Linked DNA regions of Mus musculus: region 2 is linked to region 1. A link is a contact called in public HiChIP or PLAC-seq data. All regions are on one chromosome and are shown on one strand. Each heading gives the region's core, a stretch centred on a gene start, on an enhancer-like site or on the middle of the called end of the contact. The rest is flanking DNA. Distances are from core to core; before and after follow the strand shown. Region 1 overlaps Cdk6 (cyclin-dependent kinase 6). Region 2 overlaps Cdk6 (cyclin-dependent kinase 6).

Evidence for each region. HiChIP or PLAC-seq counts read pairs in DNA pulled down with a chosen protein or histone mark.
Region 2: a BATF HiChIP or PLAC-seq map of CD8 T cells shows a contact between it and region 1, with 9 read pairs. The contact joins two enhancer-like sites. A contact is called at or near these places in 1 of 15 datasets of contacts at CTCF or cohesin (CD8 T cells), 1 of 484 Hi-C or Micro-C datasets (nephron progenitors) and 5 of 115 datasets of contacts at active chromatin or transcription factors (CD8 T cells, effector CD8 T cells, embryonic stem cells and 2 more).

The regions. Positions count from the first base shown.
Region 1 is chr5:3,380,383-3,383,709 of GRCm38.p6, forward strand. All of the region lies in intron 2 of Cdk6 (cyclin-dependent kinase 6), which reads left to right. Among named protein-coding and RNA genes, the nearest start is that of Gm29868, 31 kb to the right of the region's middle. Within about 2 kb of position 1,644, at least 65 of the 459 cell types and tissues checked have an H3K27ac peak or open chromatin away from gene starts, as enhancers often do. A contact at or near this core is called in CD8 T cells and effector CD8 T cells, where this site is marked.
Region 2 is chr5:3,459,722-3,462,588 of GRCm38.p6, forward strand. The region is part of intron 4 of Cdk6 (cyclin-dependent kinase 6); the gene reads left to right. Among named protein-coding and RNA genes, the nearest start is that of Gm29868, 48 kb to the left of the region's middle. Within about 2 kb of position 1,535, at least 79 of the 459 cell types and tissues checked have an H3K27ac peak or open chromatin away from gene starts, as enhancers often do. A contact at or near this core is called in CD8 T cells and effector CD8 T cells, where this site is marked.

The DNA of each region.
Region 1 (3,327 bases), core at 394-2,893:
TGTTTATATATATGGAATCACATGGGACAAACTCTTCCAAGCTTGCAGGACATTGTGAAAGCCTTCTCTGCCCAGTAAGTGTAGATCTGTATCATAGAGCTACGTTGTGTGTGTGTGTGTGTGTGTGTGTGTATGTGTGTGTGAACACACACAGAAAGATCCTTACCAGTTAGCATTCCTGAGTAATGGGGGGCATTTTCAAAACACTCTGCAGATGCTGTACTGTTTTATCATTAGAGCAAAAGAAACCATCTGGTCTCACACTGGTGTGAGCCCATGTTGGACAACCTGGAATATTGCGTCACTGATTGTTTCTGTTAGTGTTACTAGATTTTTTTGCTTATTTCTTTTATGTTACAATTTAATAGTCATTCGTTGTTCCTTAAAAGGAGACGACTTGCAGGGTTACTGTATTGGAGAGAGCCTAATCGTAGGTACCTGAGTGGACTAGTGCGGGCTGGGATAACATGGCTCACGGTCTAGGGGTGGGTATGGCATAGTCAGACTTGTTTATCCTCCTAAGACTGTGCAGACAGTCTTCATCACACGTGGCTTCCTAGCTTTGGCTGCTCTATCGTTTTTCCTCAAGAAAGGCCCAGGCTGGAAAACGGGGCTTTTACAGTTCAGAAATGGAATGAGAACTGAATGTTGACAGTTATCCAGAATGTTCCGCACTGTATGTGACTCAAGCCAAAGCTGTTCACTTTTAAAAATACCTCTTAACTCTTCTATTCTTGGAACCAGAATATCTTTTTCAAGCCCTTTTTGGTGAATTGCCCTGTGTCATTTTTCTAACCAGTCAAAGAGCAAGCACAAGAGGGCAAGAGACCAGTAGTCTTTAGCTTTTCAATTTTCTATGTGTGTGTGTATTTTCTGAGCATTTTTCTCAGTCTGCCCTCCTTATGTGTGTGTGATGTGTGTTATGTGTATTTTGTTTGTATGGTATGTGGTGTATGTATGATGTATGTGTGGTGTGTATGCATGTATGTGCCTGGTGTGTACGTGTGGTATGCAGTCTTTTGTGTGTGTTGTGTCTGGTGCATGTGTTGTGTCTAGTGTGTATGTTTGGTATGTGTATGATGTATGTGTGGTATGTGTGTGTGTAATGTCTGATATGTGTGGTCTGGTGTATGTATGTGTGTTGTGTCTGGTGTGTGTGTGGTCTTTTGTGTGTGTTGTGTCTGGTGTGTATGTGTAGTATGTGTATAGTGTGTGTGTGTGGTCTGCTGTGTGTGTTGTGTCTGGTGTGTATGTGTGTTGAGTGTGCATTGTGTCTGGAGTGTGTGTGTGTGTGTTGTCTGGTGTATGTGTGTAGACACCAGGGGTGATAGCACGTGAGATCTACATTGCTGACTCTCAATTTTTTTGTAACAGAGCAGAAGTTTAAATCTGCTCCCAACACTGTACAAAGCCTTTCTCTGCTGGTCTTTTCCTCTTATTTGTTTTGACTTGTATTTAAGCATCTTCATAAAGATACAGTGTGAACACCATAAAGTTCACCTGTGCAAGTGTGTCGTTTAGTGATCATGCCAGTTCGTTTACCACGATTGTGTAACTATCCCCATGACCTAAATTTAGAATGTTTTCATCCCTCTCAAAAGAAACCAAGTGGACATAAGCGTTTGTTCCCTTTTCTCCCAGCAACCTCTGTGCTCCAATCCTATCTCAGTCTATTTTTGACTCTGTGTCCAGCCTGTTTCTCTACACTTCATACGAATGGAATCACGCCACTTTCACGACTGGATTCTTTCATTTAGCAGAATCTTTTCGAGGTTTATCCAGCATATTATGTATCTATATTTCTTTTTGTTACCAAGTAAGATTCCATGCACTGGTGTGATACATTTCTTTCTCCATTAGTTGATGGATATTTCTCTTGGTTTTGCCTTTTGGCTTTATGAATGGTGGCACATGTCAAAAACAAGGACCATCCTGTAGGGCTGCTGCTGTGTGAACACTAAGATGTCAGTGAGAATCTGTACAAGTTAGGTGGCAAACCGGGAACACACACGTAAGAGTTTCACAATGAATGCAGGATGGCGGCTCTGGCCTCCTTGCTTCAGCCTCAGTTACAGAGGCTTGCTCGCTAGGGGCTCGGAGCACCTTCTCTTCTGCTTTGCCCCGACCTTGTCCGGAGCTGTCATTTTGAAACTTCCATCCATTCAGTTGCCATTTCCTGAACACTCACTGCGTGTCAGATTCGGCACTGAATGCAGTGGAGATGATGAAAGGCAAATGGACAGGTGCTTCCAGGTCAAAGCTGCTTTTAAAGTTAGCTGTTCTGTACTCTTCACTTGCTTGTGATGCCTTGGACTGGGGTCCCCTTCTCCCCGGGTGCATGGGTTTGGGGTTCTGAATTTCGACCCAGATGCTTTGTGTGGTTGAAGTTAACTGTCATTTAAGGAGATCTGTGTAAGCTAAAAAGTTTGCCATGCTTGATAGAGACTTCAAGCGATAAGGCAGTGATGAGCTGTAGCTGTGGTTGGTGAATTATTCTTTATTCAAATCTTGACCCAAGGAGGGTGCAGCTGGCAGGCAGGCTTCTTCTTTTGGCACAAGCAGCTTTATGTTCCTTTTGAATTTTCACAACGGTTAAGCATTAGTTCTGGACTCAGCCAAATTTACCAACTCCTCATTGCTTAGGTGCTGCCCTCTCCCACCCCCCCACCCCCCCCGTCCTGGAATTCTGGACCTAAAGATCCATAGGGTAACTCAGAGCTTATTTCTGTCCTTGTTGCTATTGTCTTTTCCTACAACGCAAAAACTAGGGGTTTTAGGAGTTTTCTTGTTTCTGTTTTAAAATATCATTTTTCTTTCTTCCCCCACAAAAATAACATGCAGTTAGCCTGAGTGAGGTTGCAACCTGATTCTTCTCTGCCTCTGGTGCAGGCCAGATTTGAAGAGCTGCATTCAGTAATGGGGAGACTCAGCTAGTGCTTGCTGCAGGACACCGGGAAGCCCTGGATTCTGTTGTTCTACGTTCATTTGAAGGGTTCATTGTGAATATGAGCAAAGCAAGATGAAGGCATCCCAGAATCCCATCTACCACGGAACCATCCTCAGTAGCGGATTTGTGATCTAGCTGTTGCACCCGTTCTCACTGGTCATATTCAGGAATGTTTCCATACACAGAAGTTGTACTGTTTGCTTTATTCTCAGCATTTACTGTAGTGCGAATTACATCTTGTAAACTTGCCCAGTTTAGGGGATTCCCAGTTCGTCTTGAAACACTTTTTGGTGGGTGTGGGGGGGGGGGAACGTAAAACCTAACAGAAGCACAGTTGCCAAGGGCCTGTAAGTAGAAGCTGAAAGTAGACCTTGCAGTGC
Region 2 (2,867 bases), core at 285-2,784, 79 kb after region 1:
TTCTTTTCTTTACACGAGGCTTTTGTTTGGTTGATTTGGTTTAGTTTTCTGAGGTAGGGTCTCAAAACCTGGCTGTGTAGACCAGACCAGGTTCAGACTTCTAGCAATCCTCCTGCCTCTGCCTCCTGAGAGCAGAGACTACAGGCTGCTTCTAACAGCCTATCTACAAGAGATTTTCTTTTAAGATGAGATAATAAAATTGATTTAGGGGGCCATATTTGTGACTCTAGAACATTTTCTATACCTTCATAAATACCTCAAGACAGACTATTCTTCACTCTCTGGTTTGGTGTGTTGCCGATCTTTTTCGGGTTTTGTTGTTGTTTTTGCTGTTGCTGCTGCTAGGGCTGCTGTTGTTTGGTTTTGTTTGTCTGATTTTGAATTTGTTGGGGTTGGGGAGCATTTTCGGAGAAATGTTTTTCTTGATCACATATCTGACAGCTTTTTAGTGACTGCTATATGCTAAATATAGTAGCAACCTCAGAGACCCCTAGAGGTAGAGTGTTAAAGACTGGCTCCCAAGGTGGGAAGCTATGGGACCTTTAGAAGGTCGCGGGGAGGGGGTGTCTATTGGGGCATGCCCTTGAGAGTGATGGTAGGACACCTTCCACCTTCAGGTTCCTTTTGCTCCTCCGTTCTCATTGTGAGCAGCTTTCAGCTTCACATGTTCCTGCCATGACACCGCCTCACCACCAGCCCAGACGAGAAGGGCCAACCTATCATGGACTAGATCCCTCAATGCTGTGCGGCACAAATAAACCTTTTTCTCTTATAACCCAATTATTTTGGTTACTGTGTTGTAGTAACAGATAATCAGCCGCACAGCAAGATTGGGGATCTGAAAGTAAGCAGTGTCATTATAGAATTAGGCGCAGTGGGAGTAACACAGAGGTAGAAGTAGATTCTTGTGGTCACACCAGGTATCAGAGCAAGAACTGAGGGAGGTATAGTGTGGGAATACAGAGCAGTGGACTGTTAGTTGTTTCAGAATGTTCCACAAGACTTTCAGAGAGGTTATCACTAGGCCCTACTTGTACTTTGGCCACATATGAGGGTCATCTCTATATTAAGTATCTGCAGTGATCACTAAAGGGACCTTTTCATCTCCTGGATGATAAACAATGCTCTCTGCAGTCTTCATGTTTCCTTGGGTACCACTGTAATCCTGTCTCCACCCATCAGCCTTAAGGATAAGGAAACTACCTGCCACACATTTCTAGAAAGCAGCAGTATTCTCTGAAATGTTTGTAAATGGAAAGGCCTTTCCTTTGAATTAGCTCTGAGGTCAAAGCCGAGCTTAGCATGGCCTTGGGCTGGTACTTCTTCTTTCCAGCAGTGTTTGCATGCAGCAACCACAGTGCCCCCAAGCACGCTGCAGCTAGCCCCGGCCTAGGTGAGAAACCTTCTGCTGCCTTTTATTGTCACACAGGTCTCTCTCCTGATAGCGGATGTACTTAGAAACGCTTTGTAAAGTCCTTGGTATTCGTGTGGTTCTTCCTAGAAACCGAGACGGTTTCAAGAGAAGGGTTGCAGCCCCTGAGCAGTAAGAGAACTCGTACTCTGCAGTCATCTATTAAGGGATTCCTTTACAGTGGTCCTTCCTTCCTCTCTGCTTACAAAAGATACCTGAGAATAATTTTAAATTCTAAAAATATGTTAATGTTAAGTGTAGGATCGTGTTTGTTTAATTTTCCTTTCTGTATTTCCTGAAAGTCTAAGGATATACAGATAACACATCAGGCCCTTTTCTTGTTTAAGCAACTTTCAAATTGGACTTCCAAGCTGTGTCTTCCATCGCCTGTTTCTCCAGCTCCAGTCCTCTGTGAGCTGCCGTGTTGTCAAGTCTGTAACTGGGTGAGGGGTGAGTTTGAGGAAGAGCCTGACTCGAGGAACTGGTTAGTGATTTCATTTGCAGAGATAGAAGACTGGAAAAGGAGAACAAGGTTGGGTGGAAGGGTAGTGGTACAGAAAAGGCCAAGAGAAGCGCGCCTGGCGTAGCAGGCTGCCAGCCCCGTGCAGAGCATTTTGGCTAAGCAGTTCTTCCTTCCCCTCTCTCCAGGACCCTTGCTCATCCATACACCATTTTAGTGAAAACCTTTTGGATATAAGTATCGTAGGAAGATCCCTTGTTCTCATCAGCTTTCTGATAAACATACAGTGCTCTAGAAATATTGACTTTAAAAACAAAACAACAACAGTAACAACAAAAACAGAACAAACAAAAACCACATTGTTTAAAAGTGATAATTAAACAAAAACCCTAAAAGGGAACGACTGAACCAGCTGTGATGGTGCATGCCAGCAATCCCAGCACTCTGGAGGCAGGGCAGAAGGATCGCTGCAAGTTCTAGTCCAGCCTGGTCTACATAGAAAGTTCTAGGCTAGCCCGGGCTACATACCCAAGATTCTATCTCAAAAGGGGGGGGGATCAAAATAGGTCTGATAACAGAACTTAGCACGTGTGCAGGCCTGAGTTTAGTCCCCAGCACCCTTCTCCTTCCCCAAAGGGAAGGAAGATCTGAAGTCAGTGACTTGCATAGTGACAGTGAACCTGAGTCACAGGTCCCAGTCCTGCTTCTGTTCCTGGCGCTGCCAGCCACCAGCTCCTTGCTCTCAGATGTCTCTCTCTGTCCATCTGCCCTTCCCTGTTGCTGGAAGCAGGCCATGGTGCTTCATCAAACATCAAACTGGAGGTTATATACAGCACGAGCTGGTTAGCCCAACATGGAACTTTAATGTCTGCCATGCTTCACGGATATTTCCTTTCCCTTTTCCCTACCCCTGTCCGTACCCTGAGATAAGGCAAGAAGAAGGAGAAGGGAGAAGAGAGAAGGGAGAGGGGAGGAAGAAGAAGATGAAGAAGAAGA